2 separate regions of the Dromaius novaehollandiae genome follow, and region 1 is linked to region 2. A link is a contact called in public Hi-C data. All regions are on one chromosome and are shown on one strand. Each heading gives the region's core, a stretch centred on a gene start, on an enhancer-like site or on the middle of the called end of the contact. The rest is flanking DNA. Distances are from core to core; before and after follow the strand shown. Region 1 holds the start of CCDC146 (coiled-coil domain containing 146). Region 2 overlaps GSAP (gamma-secretase activating protein).

Region 1 (4,696 bases), core at 625-3,124, 120 kb after region 2:
ATCGAGATGCTGCAGGAAAGGGTGGCAGTGGGGAGGGAGCGCTAAGGCTTGAGAGGAGGCGGGAGACTGTGACAAGCACACATCAGCACTAACTTCCGGGGAAATGTGGGGCAACAGTCAAGCCCCACCCGAAAAGAAAACCAAAGGGAATTCCCTGGTTTGAAGAGTAGCAGGTTACTAGAGTTATTTGTTGAATCGACTGTCATCTAGTGGAAGCATAGTACATTGCACCACTAGTCATGGGACTGTAACTGCTTTCCCGTCAAATTATGTAACCAACAGTTAATTCCAATATTTGGTTTCAGGGGGAGAATTCTGTACTACTTTTTCCAAAAGCAACTATTTCTGAAGACTTGACAATTTAAACTTATACCCTTCTTCATGTCCCAAGATATTTCTTAATACATTTTTGTCTTTCTAGAATTCTAACATATTGCAGACTGCCACTTTTTTGTCTTTCATTTAAGGATTTTTCAGATTGAATAACATAAACCAATGAAATAATGTAACTTGAAGAGCTTTATTGACCAGTATGAATCCTTATTAGACTCTCTACAGTAAAAATTACAGAAGGACAAAAAAGCTAGGACTAGCTTCTTTCCTATTACAGATTTAGGCATCATTTTGGACTCATAAATAGTCACCCCCAGGCACAGTGATAATAACAGAAATGGAGTTAACAAGATGAAAAGAGCTTCAAACCAAATATCATATTGCATGGCTTGAATAGTTACTTTTGGAAAGAAAAAAACCCCCAACACATGGAATGTAAAAGAGTGAGCAAATCAGTAAAGTCCTAGACTTCATTATTTCTTGTGTCGCGATGTAGCTAAGACAATGCACCTTTCTGTGCCTGTTTCATTATGGCAGTAAACTACTGTGACGAAAACTACAACAGGAATTTAATCCCAACTTCACAGGATCTATGCCCAACCACACCCCTTTTTAAAATTATTGTATAATACTCATGTGGACTAAGAAGTCCATAAAAGTCTTTTTAACTGAAGTCTGTAGTTCCCCACTTGTTTGTAAACCCTGTGAGGTCTCCTGTTTCCTGACACATTTGTTCAGAACCAAGGGACATAGCCACTTAGCTGCCTTTGGCATGGCTAGGCTGTATGTTAACACAGCGTCTGAGGAGCAGTCACAATAAATAACGTGTTAACCAGGCTATCCTGACAGCGTGTGATTTCTGAGCTCCACAATACTGTTTTTGAAAAATCATTTTTCCAGCATATCTGGCAAACTGCTTCTCTATCCCGTGACCAAGGACATTTCATGCCACGAAGCCTCACTGCGGGCTATGGCACAGCAAAGAGCAGGCCGCCACACAAGGCCTCGCCCGTGCCCCCTCCCTGCCCCGGCCTGCCGCCCCTCGGCCTGCGGCTGCCAAGGCCGTCAGGCGGGGGAGCCGGGCAGGCTGACGGGCGGAACAACCCCGCACACGACACGCGGGACCTTCCAGGGAACGTGCAAGTCGGCAGCACCGACACCGGCCCGAAGAGGCGCGGAAAAGGCCGCCAGAGCCCCGGAGTCATTCGCTCGCGCGGGAGATGGCGCCGCAGGAGCGGGGAGGCCGCCAGCACCCAGGGCCGCCCCGGCCTGGCCCCGCCGCCGCCTCAAGCGGGGCTGACGTGGCCCCGAGTAGCAGCCCGACCCCGCCGCCCGGCCGCTGCTGTCCCTCCAGGCCGGCAGGGCGACGCACGGCCCCGGGCCCGGCCCGCCGCCCCGGCCCGGCCCGCTCCAGTCCCTACCTGCGCGGCCGCGGCCCCGTCCTGCCTGCGCGGAGCGGCGTCCCGCGTTCCTATAGCAACGCCGGCTCCACTTCTTCTGTCCTGCTTCAACCGCCCTCGCCTCTCGCGCTCGCTTCCGATTGGCTGTAGGGCTCCTCCTGCTGCCCAATAGAAGCAGACCACGGAAAGGCCCCGCCTCCCCCCCTTCGCTCATAGGCCAAGGCGTACGGCGGCAGCCTCCCTTTTCGGGAACTTGTAGTTGCTTCCGCGCGGCGGGGGACTACGGCTCCCAGAAGCCCCCTCGGCGGGCGGGCGGGGACCGGCGCCGGGCCCCCGCCAACGGCTGTTTACCAGCCGCCCTGGTGCCCGTCCGCGCGCTGCCGCCGCGTCACGTGGAATGGCCCCGTGCCGCGCGTAGCCGCGGGGTCTCTGCCGCGCCGCGGCAGCGGCGCAGGGCACCATGAGCGCGCTGCGCCCGCGCTGGGCGCCTCTGGCGGCGCGGGTGGCGGGCGGGTGGCGGGCGGCCCTGTCGGCGGCGGGGCCTCGCCGCGGGCGCTCGGCGGAGCCCGGCGGCAGCAAGCCGCTGAAGGAGTGGACGCTGGTGGTGAGCCCGCGGGGGCGGCTGGCGGTGCGGCTGCCCTGCCAGGTGAGCGTGCGCCCGCTGGACCCGCAGCGCTACCCGGGCGCCGACCGCGTGCTCGTCACCGTCAGCGGCGTCGACCGCAGCCCCCACCGCGGCTGCGACCTGGACCACGTGCAGGTGCGGTACGACGAGGCGCTGAAGCAGATGGCGATCGTCTCCGAGAGCATGGACAGCAAGGCGGCCGTGGACGTCCGGACGCCCCTCAAGTTCGGTGGGTGAGGCCGGGCGCCGAGGCGCTTCGGCGCGTTGCCGGCCTCTTGTCAGTGATGGCTAAAGCGTTTCTGTCTTATTTTTGCTCTGACAGCTGGTATTTTAGGACAAAAAAACCCCCAGAAGTGCATGCAGCTCGGCTGGGAGGCAGCAGGCCCCGGTGTGCCGCACACACCTGCAGCTCAAGGATTGTTCCCAGTAGGGTTTGTGCGTATGGCCTGCTGCCAGCTCCATCAGCGGTCGTTATTCCGAGTGGCTAATCCACAGGGATCAAAAAGGGCCGGGAGGTAACCACACAGATGAACAGCTCCCTTTTCCAGTGCAAGTCTTAGAGGAGTCGTTTGAGCAGAAGGCAAAAATCTGTCCGGGGCTTCCAGTGCAGAACCCCCAGACAGCGCGTAAGAGCAGCCGTGGTGGCTGAAGTCTGCTGGACTGAGCTCCTGGGAGTGGAACAAAGCTTAGGGCAGGAACAGGGCAAGCTTGCCAGGATAACTCCCCGTGGTGAGCTGAGGTTTAGGGAGTTCCTGACTCAGAGTTGAATTTCCATTTTTCAATCTTTGATGAGTAGGTTTTTTTCTATGAACTTATGTAATTGCTCTTCTAACTTATATATTGCGGCATCCAAGTATGTAGTGCAGATACAGTTCCACCATGCTGAAAAAACTTGTCAGTGTACAAAAAAAGCCCTCGTGTTTGCTTTAAATGGCTGTTTGAGACTGCTGTTTTATTTCATTTGATAGTCTGTTGTAACTGTGCCATGAGAAATGGTGACTAATTCCATCCTGTTTATCCCTCATACATGTCATCTGTGTGTATTCGCTTGGTTAGCACTTTTCCAAGCTCTTCTGATAGCAAAGGTGTTCTGTACCTTTTCTCCTCATTACTTTCATCTACATCTGCTCAACTTCTGCGATCTGTTCCTTTGTGAGGTTAGAAGGACCTAAGCTGTATATCATCTTCAAAATGCAGAAGTGCAGTGGACTTACAAAGTGGCAGTATTCTCTTCTGTTCTCTATTCTTTTCTTGATCATCCCTTTTATAGCCGCTTCTTTTTTGAACGCTGTTGAGAATTGTTGTTTCTTATAGAGCTGTTCACCAAAGCTCAAGATCTCTCTTGTGTCCTAACAGCTAATCTGGAGATACATGTTCTGTAAATAAAATCAAGGGCTTCCCACCTGCCCAGCCCCCAGTGTGCTTTACTTTATATAAGAATAGCAGAACTGATTCATACCGTGAGTCCAACTACCCCACTGTCCTATCTAGAGCAGCAATCATAAACATGCTCAGGGAAGAATAGGAACAGGGCAAACATAGATGATGCTTCATCCAAGTGTTCTTAAATCTGTCAACTATTTTCAGCTCGGGAGATTTTCTAAGCCTGATGTGGCTAAGACCCTCAGTGAATCTGTCTTCCAAGTGCTTGTCCATTCTCACCAGGAAGCTGTTTACATGTGTAAACTTACTGGCAAACTGTATGCCTTTTGGCGAAGAATTGCACAGGTATACTGTCCATTTAATGTCATCTTCTGTTTCATCATTCAGGTATGCAGTATTCCAAGGTCTTTCTGCAATTCATCAGTCAGTTTTTCGTTTAACTACTTTGAATGAATCAGTACTTTTGATGAAACTTTTCAAACTTGCCATTTGCAGTTTTCCAAATTCATGAAATGTTAAAGATGGCATAATTTATCAGTTAAAAGACAGGAAACAAAACATGGACTAAGGACCTTGCTAAACACTTCTGAAAATCCAAGTTTTTTGTTTGCAAATATATCAGCTCTTATCTACATACTCATTGACTGTTTCAGTGGACTGTAGTAGTTCTGTAAGGTGGGATTTTGCAAAGACATTCTTACAGAATTGACTCTTCCTTATGAATTGTCTGTATATTAAATTCTTACCTTTTTTCCCCTACTTGGCAAGTACAAAGATTACATTTACTTGCCTGTAGTCCATTAATGGAGTCCATCCCAGGATTACAAATGATCAAAAAAACCCAAGCATCCCTTTTATTTCTGTTCATTTCTCTGGTACCAAGCATGTTTGGTTACTATAGATGGTAGGCAGCAGTCTCATTTGAGTTTCCCTAGGACATATGACTGACTATTGT
Region 2 (4,711 bases), core at 1,455-3,954:
TTTATGGCAAGTGAATTATATTCTTAACATTTGTCTGTATTTATAGGTTATCCCTGGAGTAACATGTGCAACAGACATTATTTCTCTACCTATACTAGGGGTAAGTTTCTCTGTAAAAATATGTTCATATTGGCAGGTAGGAGCTTTTACTTTTTAAAACTAAATACTAGTACAGTATTGGCATGCACAGCCCTGTCCAAAAATAGGGGTGAACAGAAAATTGCCCTATTGTAAATGCATGACCCATTTCATAAAATATCAGTCTTCCTGACTGATGTTTGCTAGCTCAAAGATGTGTATGTATATTTTTTTATTCTCTTAAGAGACTTCTTCAGTTCAATAGGGAAAGCTTTCCAAGAATTAATTCTTTCTAGATTTGATTGATACGTCTTTCCTTTGTGACTTTGTTAGCTGCAGGTAAACTTCTTGGCACAACAGATACAGGATTTCTCAGTACATATCCCTCAATACATATCTCAAGGGAGATTTCGTTGTGCTTCCAGTGGTACTTGTGGTTCATGACCCTCCCTTTGTTTTGTCCAGAGCATCCTGTGATTGCACTGATGTCAGGGATTTGGCTACCTAAATCTAGACACATTCCTGTACAGCCTGGAAAAGGCAGTGAGCTGGATGGGGAGGAGCACATGCTGTTTGGGTAGGAAACTGTACTTTCCATTGAAAACAAGATGAATGATTCTTCCCGTCTTCCTTTTCCCTGCCTCAGCTGTCCCCAATTTAGGAAAACACTTCACATTTTCCCAAGTGCTACCCACAAGTGGTCTCTTGTTCTCCATGGGAACTCTGGTTATATAAGAATATTGTGTTGTGTAGAACTTTAATGAGATGAGAGTCGGTTTTCTCCCAGGTACTCATAGCTAGCTCATAAAACAGTTTTAACAAAACCCTTTAAATTGGTGAAGTTACATACTGCCCCGTCACTCTTCTGCTGTTGCATTACAGCCATATTGCTTCAGATTCACAGCACTGTTATCTGTGAATTGAGCTTTGCGTGCTTTGCTCGGGAAGGCTGCCGTGGGAGATGAGACACCTGGGAAAATCTCGTCTTGAAGTTGTGTTGCTAAATAATCCACGTAATTCACTAAGGTCAAAGTTAGCAGGCCTTTAATTTGTCTGAGATTGAACCTCGAACCCCTGGGGGCAAATGCCTTTAGCAGCTATGCTTCCTGATTGTGGAACTCATTTCCTATTTCTGTCTGAAACCTAAACAGACTGAAAAGGTCAGAGTTGAACTGAAGACACATATTTCCTGCTACTTTTGACTGCAAATTGCTCTGGCTCTCAAATGAGGCAGATATAAATACACAGGGTTTACTGCTTTGGGTGCTTTGTACCACTCCAGTGACACAAAGCCACCATGCCTTGAGTTTAACTGATCACTTGATGGGGTTTCAATTGGTGTACGTTCTCGTGTCACAATCAGACCCTGGTGAAGAATCTAGTCCTATATGTATTATTTCTGTTGCATCAGATTTTATGGCATTTCACAGAAAGAACAGTGAGTTGTTTACCTGAGAAGCTTTTTAAAGTTCTCAAGCCCTTGAATTGTTGAGAACCTTTGGAAGCACTGTATCCATATTCATAGTGTAACATGCTCCTTTGGTAACAGGTCTCTTTTACCACTGAATTCCTGCTCAGCAAGAGATATTGAGAGGCTCTGAGAATGGGGGAGCAGTCAGAGTCAGGTTGTCAAAAACCTTTACACAAGAGTTGTTATTAATATGCATCTGATCTTCTAAAATGCAAAAAACAAACTTGAAGGAGTGCACATAGGCTTTATCTATCGGAAGGGGACAAGTGAAGGGCAGGAGAAAAGAGGGGAAGAAAGTGGGAGGGAGTTTGGGAGGAGAAAGCGAACACATGTAGTGCAAGCAGTTGCCAGGGAGATCAGCACAAGGAAAAGGCAGCCTCTTTCTCACTGTTAGCTGGGGCTAATAGTGGAGATCTGTGGTGTAGCTGCCTGTGGCTCCCTGCGTGGTTAGTTACACAGCTCTCTGAATGCCTTCACTGCTGGACAGAGGTATTGCAACAATTCTTCAAGAGGCAGGTGTGCTCCTGACAGGTGACTTGGAGGTCATCAGCACCCTTCATCGCTCAGGGAGTATAAGCAGAGAGCTCTCTTTGTCTTTAGTAAAAACACCGATACTTATGGAAGGCTCTGTGGGAGCTTTTGATGGATTGCGAGCTGATAAGGCCTTGGTTTGACTTCTGGTAGTGCAGTCTCTTTTAGGCATTCACACTTAGGCAATAATTCCTGACAGTCTAGAAATGTCTGCAAAATAAACACCACTTAAGACTGCATAAAGGAGTCTTCTCTCTCAGATCTTTGCCCTGATGATCTCCAGAAGATTACAAATTTAATTATAATAATTCTTTATTTTCAGTTTTTTACTTTTTAATGAGACCTAAAGACAGTGCAGATTTTCAGTGGCATCTGCTTTTAATTCTGAAGTCTACCACTTCCTGTTACAGACAATATATGAAAAAAACTTGCTGTCTTGCTTCCCCTACCACAAATCAAACTTCTGTGTGGCCTGAATGCATCTTTGCAGTGGTAGTGCTGTCGCAGTTGCATAAATTGGTCGCTAGATGATACCCTTACTCTATAGTCTTGATTTTTTTTTTCCCCATTGGTTTCATATTGGTAACATTTATGCAACGCACCGTGGTAGTCCATTGTAGATTTTGTTAATCGGCTCCAGCAGGGTGAACATATGGTGCTGCATGCCCTTCTAGTTTCCAGCTGCTAAGTATAACTAACCTGAAGCAAAAAGTACCTTTACTTTTCTGCTGCAGCTACAACAATAAAGCAATAATCAGCTTTGGCAGCAAGAGGGACGTGGCTGGCAGGAGTTAGTCTCTGTCTGTTATTTTCACTGGCAAATTGTAGTCCATAGTAGGAAATGGTTTAAGGGCATCTGAGGTTTTCTTCTAAAGTTATTGTCATTGCTATCCCTCCCCCACTTTTCTACAAAATCCAACATGTTATAGCAAGCCAGGGGAATACTGTGAATCCAGATTCTCTCTGCCTTCTAATGTTTCTACTATGGTACTTATACTGGAAAGGTAGATGGGTAGGAAGGGGAAGAGAAGTGCAAGTACAATCACTTGTTTTTTAAAACTGCCAAAATGAAGTGTCTTAATCTCAATCACTCCCCCTTCATAAATAGTGGCCTTAAATCTCTATAGCCAGTCTAGGAACTAGCTTAGGAAACCAGTACCTGTTTGTTTCTTTCCTCGTGTCTGTTCACAGCTGGGTTTAAATCACTTTCAGCATTAGAGTCAAAGATTTTAGAAGTGCTGTGGGAATGTTTGGATTTTGTTTCTTTTCTGGGTTGAGAGTCTGTTGCTTGAGGTTGGCAAATGGATGTTTGCAGTGGAAGTATTAATGCAGCTTGAAAATATTGCTAGCCTGCAGCTGCCAGGGCCATAGTGTTGCTCCTCTACTTAGGGCTACTAGGAAAACAGAGTGGGATTTATTTGACCAAATGTAAATATTTACATCCGAGTTAGTTGCCTGAGGCTCCTTTTCAGAGTCAGTGGAACTCTGGACAGTATGGTCAGTGTGGTCTGTGGTGCGGTTCTTCCCATCCTAAACCAAACATCTGAAATGGGTCAGACGAGTTATGACATAGAAGTATCTATTTCTCCCCAGTGACTGTAAAAGGACCCAAGGTAGCTAGGTATCTGCATTGCAGCCACCAACTCTTGAGCTCACGTATAGGTAGATCCTACGCCCACCGTTAAATTTAGAGAATAAATGTTTAGGGTAAAATTTAAGAAGTATTGAAAAAAGAGCGCAACTGATTTTGGGTTTTTTTTTTTCAGCTAGATAGCTGTTTAACTACAGCTATTGCCATTCTTTCCAATCACTTAAAGACAGTATTATTAGATATTTCCGTAACTGTGCAGCTTGTATTCATGTTTTCCCTGCAATGCTTTGCAGGTTCAAAACTCTAAAGGCTTCTGGGACAAACTTAACTCAAACCTGGAAAGTGTGAAGTATGCAGAGCCACACTTACATTACCACAACAATGTCCTGAGGAGGGAATGGCTTAACCTTTCAGAAGAGGTAAGTATACATTCATTGAAATAGTCTCCAGAGCTGTCTCTTAAATGGTTGTTTTAAAGCTAAACATGGAACAGTGTTCTTACTTTGTTTTGTTTTGAATTCTTCAAGGATGTAATGGGGATAAAGAAGTGAGAACCTGGTTATGAGAGGTGTAAAGACTTTCAGTCATTTTACTTATAAGGTCATTGTCTGTTAGTGGTATTCTGTGAAAATAATGAAACTAAGCAAAAGCAGAGCTTGCACATACCTTTATTATCATGTAATTTAGATGTATGTGGGTGCCTGTGGGCGTAGGTGATTGGAAGCTGAGCCCAGTGAAGCCCGACTGCGCTTACTTCCATTTAAAGGGAAAATCAACATAATTTCTCATCTGCCTTTCATCAGGAAGTATTTTAATTGGCCTTCTGGTTTGTTTGTTCATTTGGAGATTTTTGTTTGTTTGATTTAGAAAGAGGAAAGAAGAACCACAGCATATTTGAGGAATATTCTTGAAAATGCAAAAAAGTAGGTACTTTTTTTTATTATACTTACCTTTTCTTATTTTGTTGAAGTGTGTTGGAAGATTTAAATGTGTTCTCCAGTTTGGCTCATTAGATACCTGATCAGATACCTTGCTCTGAA

The links. Hi-C and Micro-C count contacts between places; a contact is called where the count stands out from the background.
Region 1: a Hi-C map of ovary shows a contact between it and region 2, with 5 times the contacts expected there. The contact joins the promoter of CCDC146 here to the enhancer-like site in region 2. A contact is called at or near these places in 3 of 4 Hi-C or Micro-C datasets (brain, liver and ovary).

What each region holds. Positions count from the first base shown.
Region 1 is chr1:10,156,555-10,161,250 of bDroNov1.hap1, forward strand. CCDC146 (coiled-coil domain containing 146) reads right to left here and starts at 1,875. Exons shown (of 19, transcript XM_064505247.1): 1 at 1,755-1,875. It overlaps FAM185A (family with sequence similarity 185 member A), which reads left to right and starts at 2,007. Exons shown (of 7, transcript XM_064505322.1): 1 at 2,007-2,587. The coding sequence starts at 2,194.
Region 2 is chr1:10,040,032-10,044,742 of bDroNov1.hap1, forward strand. It overlaps GSAP (gamma-secretase activating protein), which reads left to right. Exons shown (of 31, transcript XM_064505240.1): 19 at 47-100; 20 at 3,965-4,090; 21 at 4,539-4,594. Among named protein-coding and RNA genes, the nearest start is that of GSAP, 29 kb to the left of the region's middle. Within about 2 kb of position 2,705, at least 2 of the 2 cell types and tissues checked have open chromatin away from gene starts, as enhancers often do.